Regions from separate parts of the Mus musculus genome. Here regions 2 and 3 are each linked to region 1. The links are chromatin contacts, called in public HiChIP or PLAC-seq and promoter capture Hi-C maps. All regions are on one chromosome and are shown on one strand. The core of a region is the stretch at or near the end of the contact, and the rest is flanking DNA. Distances in the headings are between cores, read along the strand shown. Region 1 holds the start of Mob3c (MOB kinase activator 3C). Region 2 holds the start of Trabd2b (TraB domain containing 2B). Region 3 holds the start of Urod (uroporphyrinogen decarboxylase).

The links. HiChIP or PLAC-seq counts read pairs in DNA pulled down with a chosen protein or histone mark. Capture Hi-C pulls out chosen DNA fragments and counts their contacts.
Region 2: an H3K27ac HiChIP or PLAC-seq map of embryonic stem cells shows a contact between it and region 1, with 4 times the contacts expected there. The contact joins the promoter of Trabd2b here to the promoter of Mob3c in region 1. A contact is called at or near these places in 2 of 39 promoter capture datasets (cranial neural crest and hippocampal neurons) and 1 of 115 datasets of contacts at active chromatin or transcription factors (embryonic stem cells).
Region 3: a contact with region 1 is called in a promoter capture Hi-C map of liver, with 4 times the contacts expected there. The contact joins the promoter of Urod here to the promoter of Mob3c in region 1. A contact is called at or near these places in 3 of 39 promoter capture datasets (liver and pre-B cells) and 1 of 9 other capture datasets (liver).

Annotation. Positions count from the first base shown.
Region 1 is chr4:115,825,941-115,830,393 of GRCm38.p6, forward strand. It overlaps Mob3c (MOB kinase activator 3C), which reads left to right and starts at 2,140. Exons shown (of 4, transcript NM_175308.5): 1 at 2,140-2,301.
Region 2 is chr4:114,404,354-114,408,806 of GRCm38.p6, forward strand. Trabd2b (TraB domain containing 2B) reads left to right here and starts at 2,371. Exons shown (of 7, transcript NM_001085549.1): 1 at 2,371-2,566. The coding sequence starts at 2,465.
Region 3 is chr4:116,991,766-116,996,218 of GRCm38.p6, forward strand. It overlaps Urod (uroporphyrinogen decarboxylase), which reads right to left and starts at 2,648. Exons shown (of 10, transcript NM_009478.4): 1 at 2,566-2,648; 2 at 1,820-1,932; 3 at 1,623-1,702; 4 at 1,483-1,545; 5 at 1,061-1,258; 6 at 799-960. The coding sequence starts at 2,585. It overlaps Hectd3 (HECT domain E3 ubiquitin protein ligase 3), which reads left to right and starts at 3,569. Exons shown (of 21, transcript NM_175244.4): 1 at 3,569-4,006; 2 at 4,182-4,342. The coding sequence starts at 3,638.

The DNA of each region.
Region 1 (4,453 bases), core at 890-3,389:
CATCATCTTAATCTCAGCACACTGTCACACTCAACAAAAATGCTCTGATAATTATATCAAATTGACAGTATGTCAAATGTGAATTCCATCAACATGTAAAAGTTTATAAGAAATTTTATGCTGGAGAAGAAATAAGTCCTTACGGGGCTGGAGAGAGGGCTTAGTGGTTAAGGGCACTGACTGTTCTTCCACAGGTCCTGAGTTCAATTCCCAGTACCCACATGGTGGCTCACAACCATCTATAAAGGGATCTGATGCCCTCTTCTGGCTTGCATGTATGTGTACATGCAACAGAGCACTCATACATAAATAAATTTAAAAGAAAGGAAGAGAGAAAGAGAGGAAGATAGAGAGAAGCCCCTAGTCAAAGATGAGTCCTCAGTTCTAACCTAAAATTCTTTTTTAAAGAGGATTTATTTACTTTATGTATATGAGTACACCATTGCTCTTTCCAAACACACCAGAAAAGGGTGTCAGATGGTTTTGAGCCACCATGTGGTTGCTGGGAATTGAACTCAGGACCTCTGGAAGAGCAGTCAGTGCTCTTAACGGCTGAGCCATCTATCCAACCCCTAACCTAAAATTCTTAAGGATCTAAGTGTGTTCTCATGTGGTTGAGAAAGCAGACCCAGAGCCAGGGAATCCAATGGAGCAGTTGTGTCTCAGTATAAAGCCTCAGGCTCCAATGTCTCCGCAGTCACTCCTTCTCGCTTTCATGTCCTCCGGGATGTCTTCGGCAGCCCAGCTGCCTGCCTTGGCCTTCTGTGGTACTTACTTTTTATGCTGTAACAAAATACTAAGGAAAAGCTTTTTGTTTTGGCTCACAGTTTGAGAGTGCAGTCCACCATGGTAGGGAAAGTATGTCAAGACAGGCTCTAAGCTGTGACAGCAAGAGTCTGGAACAGTGGTGAAGAAATGGAGGTGGATGGACACCTGTGCTCTATTGGCTCCCCCACCCTCACCCACCTTTCTGTTAGTTTAGTTCAGGATGGCAGGAGACACATTCAAGGAGAGCCAGTCCTCCTCAGTTAAACAACCCCTTGGGAATACACACTCCCAGAGAGGCGACTCCTTGGTAGTTCCGAAGCTAGTGAAGCTAACAATGAAGGTTAACCATAGCACTCACCTAGTAGAACTCTGTCTTCAACCTCCTCACCCTAGGCAGATCCTGCAGACAGGTTCCTGGGGCCAAGCCATGGTATGCATTGAGCACTGATGTGGGATAGCAGCCTGTTTCCAGGGGAGGAATCTAGGTAGAAGAGTGGGTAGTGTAGATCAAGTATGCAAAGGTTTGGAGCCAGATGGAACAGGCTGGGAGAGAAGCCATTCTAAAGAACAACAGAGACAAAGGAAGATAGGAAATGGGTAACTTTGGATGGTGTGAGAGTCTACAGAACCAGAACCAGGTGCAAGGAAGGCGAGGTCTTCTTTGAACATTCTTTGGGAATGTTTCTGTCTGGACTGACCCAGTCCACGGCTCCCATACGTGTGCTATTCATTTAAGTGTTTGGTTGTTTTGGTTTGGTTTGGTTTGGTTTTGGTTTTGGTGTTTTGTTTTGTTTTGTTTTGTTTTGTTTTGTTTTGTTTTGTTTTTAAGAGAGAGAGAGACCATCTTACCACCTAGCCCTGGCTAGCCTGGCTGGCTAGCAGCCTGGAACTCAAAGATTTGCCTGCCTCTACCTCGCTAGTGTTGAAATTAAAGACATGCGCCATCCACCAGCAGCAGCCTCCAGTGGTGGGTTTTGAGTTGCTCTGTATGGCAGTGGACTGAAGCTGAACACATTGGCTGCTAGGAACTTTTATTGAATTCAAAGACAAGTGAAGCTCAGATAACTGCAGGAGGGCTAGGAAACCATTCAAACCACAGCGGTTTTTCTTTCTGCTTCAGGCGGAAGCTAAACTTGTTCCCATTCTACAGCCTATGAATCTGAGGCTATCTCCTTAGGGAAGATCCAGGCGGTCCTTTGGGGCGGCTCCTCAGTTAGTCCTTTGCCCTCGGGGAGACAGCGAGCCCGATCGGACTTCCCACTTCCCGGAAAGGCTAAAGAGAAGAGTAAGTATCCTGGGACGGGGGAGTCCCTTTCCCCGCCCCTCCCCGCCCCGTGGCCGCGGCGTGGCTGAGCCTGGGGCGGAGCTGGCGTCTCCTCGAGCACTGGCGGCGGGACGGCGGCCGCGGCCCAGATCAGACTGGTGGGTAGACGCTGAGACCCGCACGGCGGGATCACAGGCCGGAGGACGACCGGCGCGTTGCGGTGTGGCCGCAGGGACAGAGACCCGGAGCTGTCCACTCAGGCGGAGCGGGTGAGTGAGCGCCGCGTCTCCGCGCCCCCCAGGGCCCAGTCTTGCTTCCACTTTTAGTTCTTCTTGGTCCTCGCGTGGCACCTTCTGGAAGCGACTCCGGCCCAAAAGCAGGCTGGCCACAGTCCTCAGCCCAGGGTCCGAGGCTCTCAGTGTCCGAAGTCCGGGGTGGGGGTGGCGGTAGCTGGCGGTGGTGGGGGGCGTGTCTTCAGGAGCGGAAATGTCAGGCTGGCTCCTCTGGGTCCTAGGACCTGTTTGGCCCTAACAGCTGAAGCTAAGGGGAGGTTCTTAGGAGCTCGCGGGAGGTAGGGGCGGGTCTGGCTGGACAGCGCTGCGTCTGTCGCTCCCTCTTTCTCTGAGAATCTCAAACTTAGATCTTGTCCCGCAGGGCGTGCTAGGCTAGATTCTGAGTTCAAACTGGGACCATCTTCTGGCTGATTCTAAGCCAGACTAAGGAAGGAGCAGGTGTGTCCCTGGCAGGGGACGAGGTAAGACAAACAGGCAGTGTCAGTCAGCCTGTGCTCTTCATCTAGGAAGATTAAATGCTTGGTCACGGAGTAAGCAAACCACTGACCACCTACCTAGTAATTAAAGTGGGGGGTCCACAGGGAAGAGGAAGAGAGGCTCCGTGTGAGGCTGGGAGAGGATAGTGCTAACAGACGGGATGCCCTCTTAGCTTACCTTCCGTACTCACCTCCAAGTTTACTCTTTCTAGGAAAAGTCCTGGGGCCTAAAGTTCTATACTAAGGAGGTGGGGCCTCTCTACTCCCTTCCTTCACAATTATCTATATCAGGCCAGTGGCCAGACAGCAGGAAAGGGACACTTTGTACCTTGTCATAGGCTGAGTCCCTTTTTATACCAGTCCCCTACTTCTAACTTGCTGTGCAAATTCAGGCTCCTCAAATCCTCCTCCTAGGCCTCAGTTTCGCCATCTGTTCATGTGGGACGTACCACTTGACCTCTCAGCTATCCCAACGTGTGTGTGTATGTGTGTGTGTGTGTGTGTGTGTGTGTGTGTGTGTGTGGTGCTGTGGGTATATGAAGATGGGCATGCAGAGATGGAGGCCCAGAGCTGATATCAGTTCTTTCCCCCTCACTTTTCATTTATTGAGAGGCAAGATTTACTTTCAAAACTTAATTACATTTATTTATGTGTGTCCACACACTTGCTCATGCATGCACGTATGAGCTCGGGAACACACACATTTATGTGCGCATTACAGTGCACATGTGGAGGTCAGAGACAGTTTGTGGGAGTGCTCTCCTTCCACCATGTTGGTCCCAAGAATCAAACTCAGGCAAGTTTACCCACTGAGACATCTCCCCAGCCAACTCTAAGACTCTAGAGTCTAAGCTAAAGCCTAGCCACCAACTTAAGTCCTGACGGAGAGGGGTAGGAACAAGCAGTCAGAGAAGCCACACACAAGGTTGGGATCTGGAGGAAGCTGCCAAAGAAGGGATCATTCGGTCAGATAGAAAGAGAAAACAGAAACTGACCAGCAAAAGACACACAGGCAGGACAGTGAGGACATGTTTAGGGATCAAGAAGAATCCCAGGGTGGCTGCTGGAGGCCGGTGGGTCAGGAAAGGTAGGCTGTGGAATTGAAAGGCAGAGTGAGAGAATCTGTAACAATCAATCAGTAATGGGGAGGCCAAAGGAAAGCGGAGGCCTCAGAAATGCCTTATCCCCTCCCTTTCTTCCCCAGTCCTGCCCCAGCAGTTATCAATGAAAAAGGAAACTTGCTTCAAAGTTGAGTCAGAGGCAGTCAGAGGTAAGGATAAGCTTTCTCTGCCACTGTCTCAAGCCTCATTCAGTGTGAGGCTCAGGGCTCAGACTAACCAGGGCTGGGGGCAAGCCAGAATTTAGCATGGAACTTGAGCTTAGTTTATAAGTCTGTGTTCAGGGTCCGTGTTCAGTCTGTGGCTGTTGCAGTCTTGGCCATTGCCTGGATCTGCGTCCTCCAATAGCTCATGTATATTGGTGCGCGAGATGAAATGCCTGAGATGCTCAGACACCTACCTGTAGGGTGTTCAAGGATTCGCATGGACTAAATCCATGGTGATGCAAGCAAGCTAGTTTTGAAGCAGGGACAAGATCCCAGGACTTTGGGAGACTCTGGTGGATGCTCCCTGAAGTCTGTGCTGAGTCTGGGA
Region 2 (4,453 bases), core at 1,121-3,620, 1.4 Mb before region 1:
TACATCCTTCACTTTTAGTCCAGTTCTTAGTTGCTCGCATTCTAGGCTCGGAGAGGCAAGTCATTCTGCTTCACTCACACTTTGAGCCTTCCTTTCTCTAGTGGTTCCATGTGCAACCGAGGCAGGAGTGGAGAGAGGGGAGGAGGGCCCTTAGCTGGGAGCCAAAAGGCCTAGGATCAGGCCTTGGCTTCCACTGGCCACTCTGCCTCTACTTTGTTCCCTCAATCATGAGCCCTGTAAGTAAAGATATAACCTAGCCACTTGCAAATTTGAATCTTGGAGTATCTTCCCATGACTGTATACATACAAAGGCATGCTCTCAGGCCTGGCATGATGACACAGGTTCTGGCCATCTGCTTTCTGTAGGCAGTCCCTTGAAGGCCCTTTTATCCCACTTTTATACCTTGGCAGCAGGTGATCCATCTGCTTCACTCCCTCCTCCTCCTCCTCCTCCTCCTCCTCCTCCTCCTCCTCCTCCTCCTCCTTCTTCTTCTTCTTCTTCTTCTTCTTCTTCTTCTTCTTCTTCTTTTTTCAAGACAGGGTTTCACTGTATAGCCCTGGCTGTCCTGGAACTCACTTTGTAGACCAGGCTGCCCTCTGCCTCCTGAGTGCTGCTGGGATTAAAGGCATGCGCCACCACACCCGGCCACTTCACTCCCTTCTATTAGCTACTGCTGATTTAAAGATCTTAAAGATCATCTCCTAGGGCTTTGCCCTGACTCCAGGGCACCTCTGATATACCTCAAAGTGCCTACCCATAGCCTGTCCTGCTGACTGCTTATGCTCACTAGGCCTCGCAGATCTGCTCTGAGAAACTCACCCATATCCCCAAATTTGTCTCAGCCTGACTTCCACCTCTTAGCCTGAGGTCCATTGAGCCTGCCTCAGGAACCCTTCCTCTGCCTGCCTTTTCTTGGTCTTCTGCTATGATTGTATTTTAATTGTCTACTTGCATATCTCATCATGTCTGTCAGCTATAGACTTCTGATAATATCACACAATTTATCTTTAACCTCCAATATCAGGATAGAGTCTTAGCAAATCTTGTTTAACAACAGCGGTGTGTGTGTGTGTGTGTGTGTGTGTGTGTGTGTACACCCAGAGAAACAGACAGGAGAATGACTGACTGAATGGAGCTTCCAAGGAATTCTAATTGTTTTATGTTCTTTAGACATGTTTTAATTTAATGTAGTGGGTCTTTGCAGAGTGCCTAGGAACACATGTGGTGGTGTTAGGCACAGCAGCATGACAAAACGTTGTAAGCAAATACCACGTTTTCTGGATCTCCAGTGACCATCTCATTCTCCGATATACCTCGAAGTGCCTACACAAATCCTGTCCTGTTAACTGCTTACTCTCGCCAGGCCTCGCAGATGTGCTCTGAGAAACTGGCCCATGTTCCCAAATTTGTCTCAGCCTGACCATTGGACTTCCACCTTAACCCAAGGTCCACTGAGCCAGACGCCCTCTGGCGGTAGCGCTCAGGAGCTACATCCCGGCGCAGAGCTGGAGAGAGGAGAGGAAAGGAGAGGGAGGAGGGAGGAGGCGCAGGCAGGGGAGGAGAGGAAAAAGTTGCGCTGGGAAGTTTGGAAAGTTGGGAAGTGGCTGCTGCGGGCTTCGCCTCCCTCCGCGCGCGTGCGAGGGAACGAGCGAGAGAGCGAGCGCGGAGCCAGCGAGCGCCTGCCATGCCCGGCAGACCCCGCCTCGCCGCGCCCGGGCGCCGAGCTCGCTCCGACTCCCTGCGGCCCGGCCCGGCCCGGCCCGCCGCGGCCCCGGCCCCCCGCCTCCCGCGCCGGGTCCTCCCCTCCCCCGCCCGGCGGCCCCAGCCCCCCGCCCGGCCCGGCTCCGCGCCGCTCTCCCGCCCTCCTCTCTCCCTCCCTCCCGGCCGCGGAGCAGCATGGCGGAGCCCGGGCAGCGGCCGCGCGGCCGCCCGCCGCCCCTCTGAGCCGGGCTCGGGGGCAGCCCGGCACCTCAGAGCAGACCCCCGCCCCGCCGCGCCCTCTGCCGCACTTGTCCCACTGCGCGCCCCCTGGAGCGCCGCGCACCCCTGGGACCCTTGCGCGCCCCGGGTGCCCAGCATAACCCGAGTTCCCCCGCTCACCCTGGAATCTCAGGACTGCCCCAGGAGCCCCGCGTACCCCTGGACCCTGACGCGGCTCCGGGACCCCCACGCGCTCTAGGACCCCTGCGCGCTCTCAGAATTCCGGGGCTCGGCCAACCCGGCTGCGCGCCCTGGTGAGGGGCCCCGCCCCAGAGGATCCCCCTCTTCCAACAGACCGGAGCCCCGCCCCAGAGAGACCCCCAGGTCCGACAGGGACATCCAGCCACGCCCCAGCGGGCTCCCAGCATCTCGCGCCTGGAGCCCTGTGCTCCAGAAGATCCTCGGTGCCCAGCTGGGGGCTCCCCGCCCTGCTGAGGGGGCGCTGCCCAAGAGGGACCCCCGCGTCCCGCGGGCCCCGGCAGGATGCACGCCGCCCTGGCGGGGCCGCTGCTAGCCGCCCTCCTTGCCACCGCCCGCGCCCGTCCGCAACCCCCCGACGGAGGACAGTGCCGGCCGCCTGGATCGGTGAGCGAGCACCAGCCCTGCCACTCTCCCGCCTGCCTGGACACTCCAGCCTGAGGGGCCAGGGTTTGGGACCAGCCTTCTCCATTCAGCCCACTCGCTCCACCTCCGCCCTCTGGGCACAGCCTGGGCTCCCTTCCCTAGCATCTGTCCTCCCGGACTCCAAGTCTGAGCCCAGCCCAGATGGTTCCTTCTCCACTCGCGGACAGTTTCCCCTAGACTTTTGGTCTTGGTTGGATGGATCCCCTCTCTGTGTCCGCTTCTAACTCTCCTGTCTTTTATCCTACCTTTACCCTTTGGTTGCCTTCTTCTGACTTCATCTTCCCAACACCTAGTACCCTTTTCTACACCCTGACTTCCAACCCTTTTGCTGTTTCATTCACACAGTGCCCCAGGCCAGGCATCCCTCCCTCTCCTTGACCCTTTTTCTGACCTAAGGCTGGATCCTCCAACCCTGGTGCTCATTCTCACTCCTCTCCCTCTGTACCCCAGACCCTACCCAGTACCGATTGTCCCAAATGCCCCTGTTTCCTGAAAAGGGTAAGATATCATAGGAGAGAAACGGAAATGACAGGATGAACTTGCTTGTCTAATATTTTCCTAAGGGCACCAAGTAATTATTGCTTCTCCCAACTTTCCTCTCCAAACCCGGCATCTCTTGATATTTTTTCCTGCAATGCCCTTATCTTCAAATATAGATTAATGCGTTGGCAATCATCCTGAACTAGATGCCAGGAGACGAGAATACTGTTGCAGGATCTTCCTGTGCTACCCTATTAGCAGGGCATAGGTTGGCCTTGGGCAAGGTGCACAGCTAGCAGTCTGCCTTGTGCAAGAAACCAGCTGGATAGCTGGTAGGCACTGTCTATTGTGCATTCACATTTGTAAGGTTTGTTGGTAAACTATGGTTCTGTGTCCACCACCCACAATAAATACTTTTCATTTGTGCCAGAATCAGGGAGGAATATGTTATGAGTTGACCTAAAGTTTGTTAAGTGGTCAGTGGTCACTCCAGGGACTTTTCTAGATGGAAACTGACTTTGCTTGGGAGATAGTCCCCTACTCCTGTTTCTTTCCAAATCCTAATTGATACTGGAAAAAACAACCATAGTGTGTGCCTAGGTCACAGACAAAGACAGACTTGGAAATGGAGAGCTAGGCTCACCTTTTTGGTGGGGGGAGTTTAGAAAGCACCCAGAATATGTATGCTTCCTGGGGTTAATTCTATGAAATCCTCTCCTCCCACACCAGCAACTGAGACTTGCTTTGGCTTTGCAAGATTTTAAAACCCTTTCTCACCTATGGTCTCAGTGAGTGGAGCAAAGTAGCTAACACCCGTGACCTGCCCTCCAAGAAGAAAGCCTTACCCACCCGATGAACGGGAAGGAGCTGCTGAAATAGGTGTGCTATTTTTAATAGGTGTTCTGCTTTCAGAGTACTCTTGGCATGTGTCTTCTAATGGCTGTATTTAAAAGTTATATGACTTCCTCTTTTCTTGCCAGAGCAGGACTCTTGGTCCCCCCCCCCCCACCCTACACATGAAACACCCTGGTGAAGGTTTGGCTTGGCCAAGCATGAATGTTCTCAGGTGGTGTGGCAGCCCTTGGCTTTCACAGTGAAAGCTAGTCATAAAGAGAGCCTCCTTTCGTTGCCCACTTCCTCCGTGCCTGGCACCACTCTGAGGGCTTCAGATATGTATGTTCTGTTTTTCACTCCTACCAATAACTCCCATTCTCACCCCCATTTTGCAGAAGAGGAAACTGAGTCTGGGAAGTAGAATGATATACTACAAATTATCCAACTAAGAAAGGACAAAGCCAGCATTTGAATGTGGAACTTTTAGCTTGGAAAGCCCTTGCCAGCGGGCCTCTGCCTTCTGGCCCCATCTAC
Region 3 (4,453 bases), core at 1,398-3,897, 1.2 Mb after region 1:
CAGGTGACAAGAAAAACACACAAAGAGGAAGTACCTCAGGCTCCATAGACACATGATATCTTAATTCTCCTCAGGTGACTTTAAACCCTGACACATTCCCTGAGGCACAACAAGTTTTGCCTTAAAAGAAAAAATAGAAACCAGCAGCGGTTGTGCACACCTTTAATCCCAGCACTTGGGAAGCAGAGGTAGGGGGACCTGTGAGTTTGTGAGTTTGAGGCCAGCCTAGTCTACAGATTGAGTTTCAGGACAACCAAGGATACACAGAAAGAAAAGAAAAAAGAAAAGAAAAGAGAAAAGAGAAAAAAGAAAAGAGAGAGAAAGAAAGAGAGAGGGGCAGGCAGTGGTGCACATGATTTTAACCCGAGCACTGGGGAGGCAGAAACAGGTGAATCAAAAATAATAATAACAATAAAGTTTTACCTTCTCCAGACCCTCAGACCTTAAAGCCCTGCTGACAGTCTCAGGAAGGGCTAAGAATCTACATGGTTCTCAACCTGTGGGTCACAACCCCTTCTGGGTGGAATGACCCTCTCTCAGGGGTCGCATATCAGATCTCCTGTATACCAGATATTTACATTACAATTTACAACAGTAGGAAAAGTACAGCTATGAATTAGCAACAAAATCATTTTATAGTTGGGGGTCACCACACCATGAGGAACTGTATTAAAGGGTCACAGTATTAGGAAGGTTGAAAACCACTTAGATACTCTAACCAGATCATTGGAGGAAAAGTAACATCCCTGCTTTCTCCAGTTTGGGAAACCATTTACCTATTTGTCCCTAAAGACTCACCTGAGCACCAGCAGCCACTTGTCCTATTAGGTATGGGACCAGAACATCAGTGAGTATGCCAAGCAGCTTGTGACTGGCCTGTGGCCTTTGGTAGAGCCATCGTTTGGCCTGAGCCATGGTGCTTGAACTGCCGCCTTCAACCATGTATGTCATTAGGGTCCACTACAAAAAGATGAGGACGGCAGACACAGGATCCCTTGTCTATTCCAGACCTAGGAGCCTGACCTCTCCATGCTCCCATCCACACCCCTGGCCGCATTACCGGAGCACCAGCAAAGCCAATTAGTGGCACACGTCCGGCCAGCCGTTGTCGAGTAAGGGTGATGGCTTGGAACACATAGCCTAACTCTGAAGCCGCTGCTGCTGGATCCCGTAGACGCTCTAAGTCCCGCTCTTCTCTTAATGGCTCTGGAAAGCTGGGTCCTTTGCCAGGTACCATGGTCACCTCCATGCCCAATGCCTTAAGGGGGATAAAATATATGGGTACACAGCCTGGAACTCAGAGGTTTCTGTTCAACGTATGCAACAAAGAAAAGACTAAAACCTCCTGCAAACTCCATCCCTAGCGTTTGCCGCTTCCCCGTTATGTATTTAAACCTGACAAGACAGAGGATTTCCAATGAGTGCCTTCCTCCCTCTCCCCTCTTTTTTTAAAGTCCACAATCCAGGATCAGGATTGAGTACCTGGGGTACAACAAGGATGTCAGAGAAAATTATGGCAGCATCCAGAGGAAACCTTCGTAGTGGCTGCAGGGAATAGCAAGTAGGTTAGTAAGGAGACACACTGGGGGCATGAACCCCACCCTGGTTCGTGGGGCCCTCACCTGTAGAGTCAGTTCACAGCAAGCCTCGGGAGATCGGCAGGTGCTGAAGAAGTCCTGGGCAGCCCTGGTTTCCCTAAACTCTACAAGGGGAGATGGAGGACAGGACTCAGCCACAAGGTCTTCCAAAGTTACTATCTTCTCCTATCTTCACCATCTAGAATTTCAGGTTTTATCTAGACCACAGCTTTGCCCCTGACCTGGTAAGTAGCGGCCTGCCTGTCTCATGCACCAAACGGGAGTATAGTCTGTTTCCTCTCCCCAGGCTGCTCTCAGGAACGTGTCATTCTTCAGCTCCGGGAAATTCTGGAGTCTGGAGATCAGGTGAAAGGTACAGGTAGGAGTAAATGTCATTATGCTAGACTGGGATTCGGGGAGGGCACCGGTCCAGTCAGGCCGTTATCTGCCTACTCCAGACCAGCTTGCAAACCATGGCTCCCCGCCCACCGCCTCCCCTCTATCAAGTGGCGCACAAGCTCCCAGGAGGAGGGCCCCACTAGGGCCTCTTTCCTACACATTTGTCCACTTTCCCAAACTCAAAGAAACTGGAGGGACTAGAGAAGTGGAATGAAGATCCAGTAAGGGGATTAGGGGAAAGGAGTTAATTTGGGGAACCGAGCGGCAAGCATGAGAAGCTGGGATCCCCAAAACGAGAAAGGATCAAAGCTGATGGTCCCAGGTGCTAGTTAGAAGTTCTGAGTCACCTCGAAAGAAAGTCTCGGGACGCAGTCCCGCACGGTAGTCCCTGGAATGGAGACTGCGGGAAGAGGGGGGGGCAGGGAGCGGGAAAGGTTCTGTTCCATGACTGCAAGATTTGGAATCTCAGCGACTTGGGTTCAGACTTGGAGAGCTCCAATAAAAATAAGAGTTTAAGGACATATCCCTGAATTGGAAGACTCGGATCAGAAAGTAACGTAGCCACAAGCGCGTGCAGCAGAAAACTCACCCGAACCCGTTCGCCTCCATGGTAAACAGTAACTGAGCGGTCTCCGCTTTAATCTGAGGCTCCGCCCCGACACCCCAGTCCCCGCCCCTTCCTGAAGAGAACCCTGGGCGGCGCCATATTGAGAACCACGTGACCGATCCAGTGACAGCTGTGGGGCTGCCCTCCCTGCTGCCCGTAGGACCCAAACAATTTTTTACCGTAAAGTCCACTGTTGCGACGCAGTAGCAAATGCCCCAAAGAAATGACTTCCCAATACATGTTAAAACTTTTCTCATCTGTGGTATAGAAGACTTAGTACAAGCCTCGCTCTCACTCCAGTCCATGAGTCTCACAATGTCGTCTAGCTGTATAGAAACCGAAGATTTTAGGCTCTACATTTACACTACTAACCAATTTGTAGAAGTGGTAAGAGTGCTGAGCAGGACAGGAACTGCTCTAGCAATCGTCTAGGAAGCCAAAATCGCATTTAAGTGGGCAACGATTATTAGTCTCCTGGAATTAGAAACAACAAATAGCATCTATCCAGAACGATTGTACATTCCTATCAGTGACTGGAAAAGGGGTCATTCTACCAAACATTTTAGTCACACGCCCCCTAGGATAGTTGAACAATTTTTATAAGATTTCTCAAGCCTGGTGTGGTGGCTCACGCTTTCAATCCCAGCAGTCGGATGGTAGAGGTGCGAGGATCTTTGAGTTTGAGGCTAACCTGATCTACAGACTGTAGTGAGTTCCAGGACAGCCAGGACTACACAGAGAAACAAAACAACACAATAACAACAAAAAGATTTCTTCAAATGTAATATTCGTTGGGGACGGGGAGACAAAGACAGGACTCCAAATCATCAGAGTGGGTCGAATAAAGACTGAACAAGGATAGTAGCACTCGGTGGCGGGTTACAAAATAGGAACACCTGACACTATGGTGGTAATAGGTTGTGCATTTAATCTAAAACATACGGTAAGGTAGGGTGGGAGGTGGGGCCGGGTGTGGTGGGAAGCTCTGCTTGCTGTCCCCTGGCTGCGGCCGGCCAGGGTTTCCCTGGACGAGTCTCACTTCAGCGGCTTCGCTATGGCCGGCCCTGGCCCCGGCGCGGCGCTTGAGTCCCCGCGGCAGCTCCTGGGTCGCGTGCGCTTCCTGGCGGAGGCGGCGCGGAGCCTCCGGGCCGGGCTGCCACTGCCTGCGGCGCTAGCTTTCGTGCCGCGGGAAGTGCTCTACAAGCTGTACAAGGACCCGGCGGGACCCTCGCGCGTGCTGCTGCCCGTGTGGGAAGCAGAGGGCCTGGGGCTGCGTGTGGGAGCCGTGGGCGCTGCCCCGGGCACAGGCTCTGGACCCCTGCGCGCCGCCCGTGACAGTATCGAGCTCCGGCGCGGCGCCTGTGTGCGCACCACTGGCGAGGAGCTGTGCAACGGCCACGGGCTCTGGGTGAAGTTGACCAAGGTGCGCCCCGGATGGCAGGGACCCCACAAAAGACCCCCTGGATCTAGCCAGAGCCCTGGTTGTTCCGCCCCCTTATCCCATAATGAGCTGGCATTGCTTTCCGTGCTCTTTGCCCCGGGCTGGGCTGGGCGAGCAATTGAGTTGATTTCTGTCCCCATCTGACTCGTCCCTGCAGGAGCAGCTGGCCGAACACCTGAGTGACTGTAGTCTGGACGAAGGCTGGCTTCTAGTGTGTCGACCAGCAGAGGGCGGAGCCCGCCTTGTACCTATTGACACTCCCGACCACCTGCAGCGGCAGCAGCAGCTATTTGGCGTGGACTACCGGCCGGTGCTCAGGTCCTGCAACTCAAAGGACGCTATTTGGTGTCTGGCGGATGCGGAGGGTTTCGAAACACAACCAAAATCTAAACCTTGGGTTGTGTGAGAGAGAGAGATTTGGGTGGAGGT